Linked DNA regions of Mus musculus: all the other regions are linked to region 1. The links are chromatin contacts, called in public HiChIP or PLAC-seq, Micro-C and promoter capture Hi-C maps. All regions are on one chromosome and are shown on one strand. The core of a region is the stretch at or near the end of the contact, and the rest is flanking DNA. Distances in the headings are between cores, read along the strand shown.

Region 1 (2,936 bases), core at 182-2,681:
GAGAGAGACAGAGAGAGAGAGAGAGAGAAAGAAAAAGAAAGAAAGAAAGAAAGAAAGAAAGAAAGAAAGAAAGAAAGAAAGAAAGAAAGAAAGAAAGAAAAGAAATCACCTTCTAAAATGTGATTGGTGATGGGTACGATGAGGTGAAGTGGGGTGTGGCTCCACACAGCCATGCAGGGTCCCTCGGATGGAGGCTGCACCTCCTCCAAAATGTGGCTTGAAGCTTGGGACTAAGAACTGCATTCATCAGGCAGGAGGGGAGAAGAGAGAACTTAGTGGTGGTTGTGGGCAGGGGCAGGCTCCTGTGGGTCCAGCTGTACCACAGACGTGGGGTTCCTTTCCATCCCCCTGCAGCAGGGAGTGCCAGGCTGCCACTGTGTCTTCGCTTGAGCCCTTTGTGTGCACGGGCTCCACCTCTGCCACTTCAACCAGCAGAAGTGAAAAATGTCACAAGGGAAAAGCCCAGCTCCAGCCCAGCAAGATGGCTCAGTGGGTTAAGGTGCTTGCTGCTAAACCTAATGACCTGAGTTCACTTCTGGGATATAAATGGTAGGAAGAGAGAATCAACTCCTGCAAGGTGTCCTGATGTGTGTATGTGCACATGCACATGCGCATACACACACACACACACACACACACACACACACACACACACACACACACACACACACTTAATGCATGTCTTGAGTATGTGGTCGTCTGAGACTCAGCTCTCAGTAGGGTATGTCTTTCTACCTTCCCAGGGACAGGGTGAAGCAGGACCTATTGGACTGTTGTCCCTCTGCACTGGCTGTTGACGGGTACCATGTGTGTCCACCCCCAACCCCCATTCCTGTTTACTTTTTACCTTAAAACAGAATTTTACTAAGTCATCCGAGGTTGGCCTTGAACTTTGCTCAGTCAGCCTTTGAATTTGTGATCCTCCTGCCTCCAATTCTCAAGTAGGAGTAGCTCAGACTATAGGCCTGTACCACCAGTCCCAGCTTGGGTACCGTGTCATGAAGCCCCACCCCCACCCCCACCCCCGAGATCAGCACTTCCGGAATATTCTTCCCACCTAGTGGTGGTCACTTCCTGTTGCTCGCTACAGAACAGGGCTATCACACAGAAATCTAAAGAGACTAATGGGCTTTGGGGATGGTATGGAGTAGGGAGATGAGAGTTGACATCTGCTTCTTAGGGGTGCCTTAATAAAGAGCCTGCCATCCTTGAAGTGGGCAAGACCCAAAGTGCCAAAGCTCCTCGGAAAAGCTGGGCAGACATGAGAATCGCTGTGCTCAGCACAGGGCTGGCTAACAGACCTTGAGGGAGGGGCTAGGAAACTATTTTTTGCTAACCCAAGAACTAAAGCAGCTCTCGCTGACGACGCTTCTCAGGCAGAGCCGCACACCTCTCTCCCTTCTCTTCCCCATTTTCTGATCTGTACTTTGCTGACTCATGCCTTAGAGCTGGAAGGAGGGGGAGCCAGACTGGCTCATTGACCTTTTTTCCCCCTCTCTTTAGTGACTCAGCTGTGATTCACATTTTAATTAATGTGTGGTGGGGGTGGGGCCTGCAGGGACCAGGGACAGTCTATCCAGTTGCACCTTACCCCGGTTCGGGTACAAGAATCAGACCTGAAAGAAGTGGGTGGCCCGAATGTACTATGAATCCCTCCTGATTCTGGGCCCCCACTGGGACGCCAAGATCCAGGGCAAGTGAATCTCTACGCAGAGCTGCAGTTTGGAAAGTTAGTCTGAGGTCAGGATGGAACCAGGCCGGAGCTCTCCTGGGACAGCTAAGGATCATGGGAATGTGCTGTCATTTCCTGGGCTGCTTTTTGGCTAGCAGCTGGGGTCCTCATCTGGCCTCCTTCCTCTGGGCTGGAAACTTGTCAGAGCCAATCACAGGCAGCTTTACTCAGAAAAAGAGAATGATAACAGCCAATCACAGTCAGCTTTGCTCAGAGAATGAGAAAAGTCCCATTTGGCCGCTCCCTGGGTCTGATCAGCACTTTTCCTGAACAATCAAGTGTAAGCCTCACTCCTTATACCAGGAGGAATACTTTTTATATCCTTCTCCATCCTCCTGAGAAGGAAACTGAGGCTGGGTTTCCAGTGGGGACAATTGAGAAAAAATAGGGACGGAAGGAGCTGGGGATGGCTCAGTTGATAAAGTGCTTGCTGGGTAAACATAAAGACCTGCGTTCCATCCTGTTCGTGTGCAAGTGACCGTGTGTGTGTGTGTGTGTGTGTGTGTGCACACGCGCGCGTGTGCGCTTCTGGCTCTCTCTGTCTGCCAACACACACAGGTCTTGGAGGTCAAAGGATAGCTTGGGTCCTCAGGCCTGGCACCTTTTCCCACAGAGCCCATCTTTTTTACTGGATGGGTAATGTTCCACTGTACACAGGAAACACAGTTCCATGAGGTGTATTCTAGATTTGCTGCAGTTTTCTTCATACTGAGGTAGGACCCAGGCTCTTTTGTCCTTTTGGCTCTGCGCCCTCAGCCCACAGCGCCATCTCCCTGTCCCTCTGTAGTCATCTACAAGCAAGAGGAAAAGCGTCCAAAAGCACTGAGAAGTGTTTCTGTCCTGGACAGAAAGCAGTCCACAGCATATCCCACCCCAAACTGCCAGCACTTCCAGCTCAGCATCCAGGAGACGGGGAAAGACCCAGCCTCTGCCAGGCCCTCCCTGGGGCACCCACTTCACACCCTAACCTCTGGTCAGGGGCAGCTGGATTCTCTTGTTCCCCACAGAAAATGAGGCAGTCTGAAGCAAAGCTCAGTTTACTGAGGAAAAGGTTTTTAAATGTTTACATTTATTTATTGTGCACATGTATATACACGTGTGTGTGTGTGTGTGTGTGTGTGTGTGTGCATCCATTTATACTTGTGTGTGGAGGTCAGAGGACATATTGTGGGAGCTGGTTCTCCCTTTCTACTGTATGGGGCCC
Region 2 (2,827 bases), core at 326-2,825, 300 kb before region 1:
TTTTGTTTTCTGAGTCTGTTGTAACCCAGGCTAGCCTCAAATTTCTGATCCTCCTGTCTCCGCACCTGAGTACTGCACCATCCCTGGCTTCCACAGTCCTGGTGATTGAACTCCGGCCCTGGGCATGCCAGGCGAGCACTCCACTCTTTGAGCTACATCTTTGTCTCCTGTTTAGTTGACAGAGACAGGGTTTCTTGTAGTCTGGGCTAGCCTCAAACTTGCCATGAAACTAACGGCGGACTTGAGCTCCGCATTCTCTTTCCTGCAACTCTCAAGTGCTAGGGTTATGGGCATGGGCCACCAACTCCAGCTCAGGCGGCCTTGTCTTTATGGAGAGAGTGTAGACATTCCTGGGATTGTCTCTGCCGCCTCAGTTTTTCCATCTGTGAATGGGAACTTTTGGAGATGCAGTGGAACAGAGCACACTCTCTAGTCTCCCATAGGGTGCTGAGGTCTCCTCATATCCTGTGTTGAATGTCCTCAGTGGACATGGAGGTGTGTCTTCCTAGCTGGCCATGGGGAAGGATTGAGGGTGGTGGCGTGGGCGTGAGAATTCTTGGGTAGGGAAGGACAGCATCATGCCGGGCATGGCTGAGTCACACTCGAGCGGCGCCTTGCCTCAGGCTGCTGGAGCTAGAACTGGCGCCACCCTGGGTGTGGCTACTGAGCTGTGGCCCTGGGCAGAGCAGGGCTGGGTGGCAGGATGGGCACATGGGCCTTGAGGGACTCGGGGGAGCAAATCTGGGATGCCCGGTGATACCTCCCTTTTGTCTCCTGTGTACATTTGGGGCTCTGGAACCCTAAGCTTTGGGCCTGGGAATAATAATAATTATCGATCTATTAATAAAAGTTTTTGAGGCATGATCTAATGTAATGTAGTCCATGCTGGCCTGGAACTGGATAAGTAGTCCAGGATGTCCTTGAACTGGTCCTTAGGCCTCCACCTCCTGAATGCTAGGCTTACTTGTGTGCACCATGATGAAGGGTTTCTGCTTTAAGATGGGACCTGCTGACTCCATGCTTCCAGCAAAATAGCCAAGCACTCTCTACCCACAGTCAACTTTGGGGGTCGAGACACAGTCTCATTTCATAGCCTACCGCGGTCTTGAACACATGGCAGTCCTCCTGGCTCAGCCTCCTGAATGGTAGACTGACAGAGACGCCTCACAATGCCTGGCTGGTTCCTGGAAGTTTTGCGGAGTTAAGGGAGTGAGCCAAGCCTTCCAGAAGACAGTGGGTGATGGAGGTCAGCGCTCCTATCTCCAGTCCCAGGCCAGGCCAGGACCTGGGATGAACTTCACCCTGGGAGCACTGATTGGCTTGAGGGGAACCCAGCACCGCAAACAGAATGTTAAGGAATAGAGTGGGGGATCTGGTTGTTGGACTGTGTGGCTGGCGGGCAGCGAGGGTGGGACGTGGCTGTCGTCTTTGCCTATTTATACCAAGTGATTCAGCCCTCCCTCACCCCTTCCTGCGCCCCCTCCACTCGCGGCTAGGCACTAGGCCCACCCACTTGCCTATGCCCTGCCCCCCAACCCGGGCGGGTTGTCTGGTTCCTGCGTGGGGACGGACGTGGAGGGCAGGCATCTGTGCCGCAGGTCGGGTTGGCCCCAACCCAGCCGCCCAGCTCCTGGGAAGAGTGGGCCATTAGCGAGCGCTGGTGGCTGGGGCGGGGGCGGAGCTGGGCGGAGACTGCAGCCCTTGGTATTTTCCGATCCTCGCTGCTTCGCGAGAGTGGAAAGTATTTGAGGATCAGGGTTGGGGACGACCGGAGGGCCTCTGCCCTGGTTCTTTCTTGGGGTTCACTGTGGGTCCTCCAGGGATGCCGAGGGCTTGAAGGCTGTGTGTGCTAATTTAACTGACTGGGATACCACAGCCCAAGGCCCCCCGCCCTGTTTCTCAAGCCCTCCAGCTCCAGGACTTCTGTCCCTTTGAGTCTCCCTGTGAGACTAAGAGTCAGTACAGGGTGTCCCAGCTCCTGGACACCTGCGTGGTAATGCCCCCTCCACGCCAGACACAGACCTCTGGTGTGTGTGAGGATGGGAGTGGCCTTGGCTGCAGCCTTGGGCTCTTTGTAGGGGAAACCCCACAGGAAACCAGCCTGGCCAAATGGCCGCCCTTCCCGTTCTGGTCCCTGGGACGAATATGCTGTCTCACTTCCGGAGGTGATTGGGGAGGCTGGTCAGCCTGTGGACCTGGGCTGCCCCCAGAACCCAAAGAGACAGAGGTGGATTGGGGCTGGAGACTGTGTGTGTGTGTGTGTGTGTGTGTGTGTAAGCACGCGTACTGGGGAAGACACATCAGAATATCTCAATCCTTATTCCTCATTCCTCAGACATCGGTGATGCCAGATCTAGACGTTAAATCCACTGTCCTGCCTGTCACTGCCTGATATGACTGAATGCTTCTGTCCTTGATGTCACCCAGGAACTCTTCCAATTATTGGGAAGTAGAGATTTTCTTTTTTTTTAAGACTTATTTTTTTACTTTTGTGTATGTGTTGGGTATGTGCATGTATGTGTAGGTGCCTAAAGGGTCCAGAAGAGGGCGCCACATGTGAGCCGGGAAACCAAATTCAGGTTCTCAGAAAGCAATATGCAGTCTAAACTATTGAGTCATCTTTCCAGCCCTGAACTTGTTTTCTTTTTTTTTTTTTAAGATTTATTATTATATGTAAGTACGCTGTAGCTGTCTTTAGACACTCCAGAAGAGGGTGTTAGATCTCATTACGGATGGTTGTGAGCTACCATGTGGTGGCTAGGATTTGAACTCAGGACCTTCGGAAGGGCAGTCAGTGCTCTTACCCGCTGAGCCATCTCTCTAGCCC
Region 3 (2,744 bases), core at 181-2,680, 330 kb before region 1:
ATAGAACAAAAAGACAAAAACAAAAAACTAATTCAGACCCACCAAGCAAAATTTTTGATAAGGTCCTACTGCAGTCTCCCCATTCTGCCTCCCCAACTGGCTTCTTCCCTGCTGGCTGGGAGCTGGGCCTTGAGGCCCATGGCAGTTACCTTCCTGAGGCTCTGGAATCCCTTGTCCTGGTCTGATGCTTCTGCTAGAATTCTGATGAATCCTTGCCCTATCTCTGTGTCCTATGTCCCATGCCCCCTGCACTCCTCCACCCCCATTTGTGTGTGTGGAGGTCAGAGGACAACCTGAAGTCAAAGTTGGGTCTTCAGGGTTAGAGGCAGACTGTTTACTCACTGAGTCAGCCTGCTAGCAACCCAAACTTATTTTTTATGGTACTGACAGAGAAGCAAATTCTTGGTCTCGTAAACGCTATACACTAACTACAAACTTCCAAAAGTTAGATCCAATGATTTCTAACCACCCTACAGCACAGACCCATACCCAGTCACACTTCTCACCCCTCACCCCCCAAACTGAAGGAATTATGACTGCTAGAAGTCCCCGTCTCTGGGACCCCTCATCTGAACCAAGTGTCCCCTACTTAGCACTGTCTTAACAGCCACTCCTGCCTACCTTCTTCACTGCAGACCCCGCACCCAGTGGCAAACAGACATGAAATGTCACTTGGCAAATGAATAAATGATTTCCAGGTTCAGAAAGGATTATAAGCTTCCCTTTGTAAGTTTCACAACTCCTGACCCCCCAGGTAGAATCAGAGATCACCACATACCCCACAATATCTCTACTACCCTGTGCAATAAAGGAACTAAATATACCCTGCTTCATGCTCTCAGCTATACACTGTGGATTCCTTAGTTTCTAAGATACTGGCATCAAATACATTTAAACACCCCAAAAAACTGAAAGCCTTCTCCACCCAACCCCTAAACCACCTGCATAGACACCTGCTGCTGCTTCTCCTCCAAGGCGGTGGCCAGCATCCTGTGTCTTTGCCTTGTCAGGCCGGGTCAGCTTTTTGCCTGCAGAATTCCGGGTGGTGTAGCAGTAGACAGAAGTGTAGCCCTGGCTGGTGAGTGGGCAAAAGCGTCGAGTGTGGGCATGCTCCTGAGTGGCCCCACACTGGGGACACACATAATCCCGCAAAATGGGACACAGCACCCGCCCTGCCTCATCCTTCAGGACATGGGACTGATAGATGGCACGGGACTCGCCATTGTGTTTGCAGAATGAACATAAGCGTTCAGGAGCTGCAGAGGATTCCTTGCTGGCTTGCTGGCTTTCTGAACTTGGCTTGGGCTCTGGTTTGGGATCCAGCCTTACATCAAGCTCCTCTTCCTTATGCAGAGCCCCAACCAGTCTTGCCAGACCTAGGTAATCTGTCCAAAGATTGAAAGTCCCCATGGCTGGGCAGAGGAGCAGAGAAGAAACCCAACCTGGCTCCAACTTCCTTACTACCCTGAAGCTCAGGCTTCTTTGGCTACTTTCCTTTTACTTAGAGGGGGTGTAAAAGGGTGGAGCAGGCAGGCTGGGGGGGTCCCTCATTGTCACTGGGGGGCTTCCTATACACCTGCGCAGGGGGTATATGGTGTTTGTGTGGGCTGAAAGTAGCCAGATGCAGACTGAAGCTACTGACCGCCCTAGGCTTCCCCCGGGTCTCCTCCCCCTTCCTGTGGGAGGTTAACCCCTGTGAGGAGGGAGTTGGATGGCTAAGAATTCTGCCCCAGGGTTTAACACTAACAGATTTACTAATTTTTTTCTTCTCTCTCCCCTAAGGCAGGGGGTGGGAGGTGGGGGGTATCATGTGGCCTTGAGTTTCTTTCTCTCTTTCTTTCTTTCTTTCTTTCTTTCTTTCTTTCTTTCTTTCTTTCTTTCTTTCTTTCTTTCTTTCTTTCTTTCTTTCTTTCTCTCTTTCTTCCTGTATTTTTGGGGTTTTTTTGTTTTGTTTTTTTGAGACAGGGTTTCTCTGTGTAGCCCTGGCTGTCCTGGAACTCACTCTGTAGACCAGGCTGGCCTTGAACTCAGAAATTCGCCTGCCTCTGCCTCCCAAGTACTGGGATTAAAGGCGTGCAAGAAACAAGAAACAAGAGTTTCTTGTTAGGTGGGGTAATGCAGAAATCCCAATTCCTAGGAAGGAGGCCTGAGTGTGGAAGTGGGGCTGGGGGTAGGAAAATGACAACTGGGTCTCAAAGCTCTGGTTTCACTAACAGACTTTCATGTCCTGGAGAACTTAGTCTTGAGGTGTGAATTAAAGTAAAGAAAGAAGAAAAGAGAAAAAGAGTGTAAGTACGATAGAGAAGAAGAGAGAAGAAAACAGAAGAGAAGAAGAAAACAAAATGTCTGAATTATATAGGGAAGAGCCTCTGGGGGGGCGGGGGAGGGCAGTCCAGCTCCTGGGCTAGAAAGTTCAAGGTTGGGGGCAGAGTATGCCAGGTAGGGACTGAGGAATGCTGGGAGAACCTGGAGGCCAGGTCTGCTTTGATGTGTAAAATACGCACCTCAGTCCTGCAGTCTAAACCAAACAAAGAATGCTCCTAGTGGGTAGAGAAGTGGTTTGTTTTTGTAGATAAAAGGGACAATTACAGGCAGGGGCAGGGGCAAGGACACCTAGGAGTCTCCAGAGTGGACATGACCAGCAGACTAAGCCAGGCATGAAGGAAAGGGGAACAAGAAAAAGAAGACAAGCCGGGCGTGGTGGCGTACCCCTTTAATCCCAGCACTCGGGAGGCTGAGGCAGG
Region 4 (2,981 bases), core at 389-2,888, 400 kb before region 1:
AGCCAAGTGACCTTACAAAGCACCCCACCCCCACCAAGGACCCAGGTTACATCCCAGCCGTAGCCCCGTTTGGATCCAGAGTCCTCCCAGCCCTAGCCCTACGTCTCCCTGTGGAAGGATCCCTCACTGGGACAACTGACTCCTTCCTGAAAACTGACGCATGAGACTAGGATGTGGGGCCATGCATTTATCTGCCTGCTCCCAATTAGCCCACAAGGGGACCCATCTCTCTCTTGATAATGTAGTTACTGTGCAGACTACAACTCACAGTAGAGGCGAGGACAGCTTGCAGGAGTCTCTATGTCCTCTCACTGCGTGGCTCCTGGGGATCTCACACATTATTAGGTTTGGTGGCAAGAGCCTATACCTATAGAGCCTCCGAACCAAAAGCTCCCAGTATTCCCAATGCTCCAATCCATTATTAAGAAAACCCCTTTCTTAATTAACTGCCAATCAACTGTCACACCCTAAAACATCACCAAGGAAGGATCTGAGGAAACAGGCATAAAGCTGACCACTGGGGAGCTATTCTGGCCCGCCTTCAAAAGATAGCCATCTAGTGGGAAAGAAGGCCTGGCACCTTGCCCCTAGTTCATCTCGACCCATGAAGGGAATGGCTTTGTCAGACAAGCCTTCCTGAGAGGATATAACCCTTGCCCAGGGAGTGTCTAGGCTAAGGGCAGAGCCACAGCCTTGCTTAGGGAGCACCAGGAAAAAGCACAGTTCGCCCTTACCCAGTTCCCAACTTCCTGTGCACATAGACAATCTTGCTCCACAGCTGCCCACCTAACATTATTCACATCCCTGTCCTTTCAGGTGTCCTCTGACAAGGGAGACAGAGCCCTAAGTGGCTTCCACTTTGAGAAGACCTGGCCCTACTCTGGAAACATTCCTCCATTCAATGAGTGAGGCAGACCTAGGTACAAGCACTAGATATAGAGATGGTCAGAGCTTGGACAGACAGGGAGCATCCAACAGAGGCTGCCCATTGTCGGTAGCAGGGGCTCTTCAGGGGTTTGGGGGGGTAGCTCCAACAAGGGGCAGTGCTTTGAAAAATCGGTCTAAACCAAGGTCTCCCCTTCCTCCAGATTCCTCGGACAGCTTCTACAGTAACCCGCCCATCAGCCTCCATCCCCGGTCTTTCCTCCATGATTCTCCCCGGCCTCCGCCACCCAAGCCCCTTCCTTCTTCACTGATCTCGCCTAGCAGCCTTCATTCAAGGCCCCCTGCAGGTGACCCGCCTCACTGGCTGCACACAAGTCACCAACCTTCGCCAGCCCAGCCCGCGCCTCAGCACCAGCCTCCACACCGCCAAACCCATCCCCATCCCCACCGCCCGGCCCGCCCAGCCCCCTCCCGGCCCCGCCCCCCACCTCGCCGCGCCGCCCTCCCTCCGCCGCCTCCCGCGTCCCCTCCTCCTCACAACCGGGCGCGCTCGCCTCAGACGCCAGGCCTCACCTTGACTCGCTCCAGCTGCTTGAGAACGTGTTCCCGCCGCCGCCCCACCGCCCGCTTCCCCCCGGTCCCCCCAGGGCCTCCGCCGGCGCTCCCGGCCCCGCTGTTCCGCTCCGATTTCGAGCTGGGCGCCATTTTCACCCCCTCCCTCCACTTCCGGAGCAACCGGTCCCTTAGCCCCGCCCCTGGCACTTTCTGATTGGCCTTTTCTCCTTACTGCGGCCGGCCGGTTGGGTGACAGCCGGCATTCCTTGTCGCTTCCCGCTACGCTTGTCCATCAAAGCTATCTTGGTTTTTGGTTGGTAAAGATGGTAACAGCTCCCGCCTTATTCCCGCCCTTCATTAAAGATAAACCACTCAGAAACCACTTTGGCGCTCCTCGGCCAAAAAACTTCAACTGAATAGGCGAAGATTTCTGTCAGGCTTGACATTGTCACGCCCCTGAGTGGGTTTCCGTGGAAACCACTGGCCGTCCAGCGGCCTGTGGGCGGGGCTATGGGAACCTGTGGTCCATAAGGGCCAGAATCTCCAGCCCTGGCTCTGGCTCAGGCTGGGAGGGCCGAGGCCTGAGGAGCATCCCTGGGCAGCTAGGGAGGAGACCAGGAAAAGGCGGTGGGGAAAAAAATGGCTCGTTTTAAAACATCTTCCAGGCCGGGCGTGATGGTTCACGCCTTTCCAGCACTTACGAGGCAGAGGCAAGTGGATCTCTTTGAGTTTGAGGCCAGCCTGAGTGAGTTCTAGGATAGCCAGGGCTACACAGAGAGACTCTTGTCTCAGAAAAACAAACAAAGAAACAAAACAAAGCATCTTCCGGACGACGATGACGATGATAGCATCAGACAGATATCATGCTGTTTTTAAAAAAATTAATTTCCATGGGTCAGGCGTGGTTCTGAGTTTGCACCTCCTGTGGAAGGCCTGTTAAGCCTATCATACTAATTAATAATGGTAATAAATATTACGGGACATGACAGCTTCATGCACCAGTTTTGCCTACATTCACTCAATCTCTGCAATGGTCCTTTATTTTACACGTGGAACAGGCATAAAGTGAACTCCCCTGAAGACATGGCACTTGTGTACCCAGACTGCTGGCTGCTCTTTTTACAGCCACATTCGGTTTATTGAGAACCCAGCTAACAGGACAGGTCATAAACAAGGAAATGAGTACCTGTCCTTGAATTCCAGGTATGGGTAGAAAGGCAGTTGGATGCAAAGTAGCTTTGTGAAGCGGGGGAGGAGGAATATTCCAGCAAAGACAAAGGTTTCTGGAGAGGTTCAAGACTAACCTGCCATGATGTATGGATTAGTGATGGGGACACTGCTGAGAGACTTACTAGGTGATCTCTTCTTTATGCAAAGACTGGAGGGCTCACTAGCAGCCCCCCTCCCCCCAGCATGAGGAGAAAATATGACCATGCATGTGCAGACCCAGCCTCAGCTGAATCATAGACTAGTGGACCCAGAGCAGGAGGGAAAGGAAGAGCAAGGAGGCAGTGTGTGTGTGTGTGTGTGTGTGTGTGTGT

Evidence for each region. Promoter capture Hi-C pulls out the DNA fragments that hold promoters and counts their contacts. A called contact is a pair of places that touch in the nucleus more often than the background predicts. HiChIP or PLAC-seq counts read pairs in DNA pulled down with a chosen protein or histone mark.
Region 2: a contact with region 1 is called in an H3K27ac HiChIP or PLAC-seq map of microglia, with 6 times the contacts expected there. The contact joins two enhancer-like sites. A contact is called at or near these places in 2 of 39 promoter capture datasets (cranial neural crest and embryonic stem cells), 1 of 15 datasets of contacts at CTCF or cohesin (the NIH/3T3 cell line), 2 of 484 Hi-C or Micro-C datasets (brown adipocytes and embryonic stem cells) and 4 of 115 datasets of contacts at active chromatin or transcription factors (the NIH/3T3 cell line, bone marrow-derived dendritic cells, embryonic stem cells and 1 more).
Region 3: a promoter capture Hi-C map of trophoblast stem cells shows a contact between it and region 1, with 6 times the contacts expected there. The contact joins the promoter of Nanos3 here to the enhancer-like site in region 1. A contact is called at or near these places in 4 of 39 promoter capture datasets (the C10 cell line, liver and trophoblast stem cells), 6 of 484 Hi-C or Micro-C datasets (the Ba/F3 cell line, bone marrow-derived macrophages, brown adipocytes and 2 more), 2 of 115 datasets of contacts at active chromatin or transcription factors (both in embryonic stem cells) and 1 of 9 other capture datasets (macrophages).
Region 4: a contact with region 1 is called in a Micro-C map of embryonic stem cells, with 3 times the contacts expected there. The contact joins the promoter of Dcaf15 here to the enhancer-like site in region 1. A contact is called at or near these places in 1 of 39 promoter capture datasets (hippocampal neurons), 1 of 484 Hi-C or Micro-C datasets (embryonic stem cells) and 1 of 115 datasets of contacts at active chromatin or transcription factors (embryonic stem cells).

Annotation. Positions count from the first base shown.
Region 1 is chr8:84,500,345-84,503,280 of GRCm38.p6, forward strand. All of the region lies in intron 3 of Cacna1a (calcium channel, voltage-dependent, P/Q type, alpha 1A subunit), which reads left to right. Among named protein-coding and RNA genes, the nearest start is that of Cacna1a, 86 kb to the left of the region's middle. Within about 2 kb of position 1,432, at least 126 of the 459 cell types and tissues checked have an H3K27ac peak or open chromatin away from gene starts, as enhancers often do. A contact at or near this core is called in the Ba/F3 cell line, the NIH/3T3 cell line, bone marrow-derived dendritic cells and 6 more, where this site is marked.
Region 2 is chr8:84,202,081-84,204,907 of GRCm38.p6, forward strand. No RefSeq gene overlaps it. Among named protein-coding and RNA genes, the nearest start is that of Mir23a, 5.0 kb to the right of the region's middle. Within about 2 kb of position 1,576, at least 381 of the 459 cell types and tissues checked have an H3K27ac peak or open chromatin away from gene starts, as enhancers often do. A contact at or near this core is called in the NIH/3T3 cell line, bone marrow-derived dendritic cells, brown adipocytes and 2 more, where this site is marked.
Region 3 is chr8:84,175,122-84,177,865 of GRCm38.p6, forward strand. Nanos3 (nanos C2HC-type zinc finger 3) reads right to left here and starts at 1,431. Exons shown (of 2, transcript NM_001357361.1): 1 at 954-1,431. The coding sequence starts at 1,410.
Region 4 is chr8:84,103,159-84,106,139 of GRCm38.p6, forward strand. Dcaf15 (DDB1 and CUL4 associated factor 15) reads right to left here and starts at 1,639. Exons shown (of 13, transcript NM_001357322.1): 1 at 1,459-1,639. The coding sequence starts at 1,590.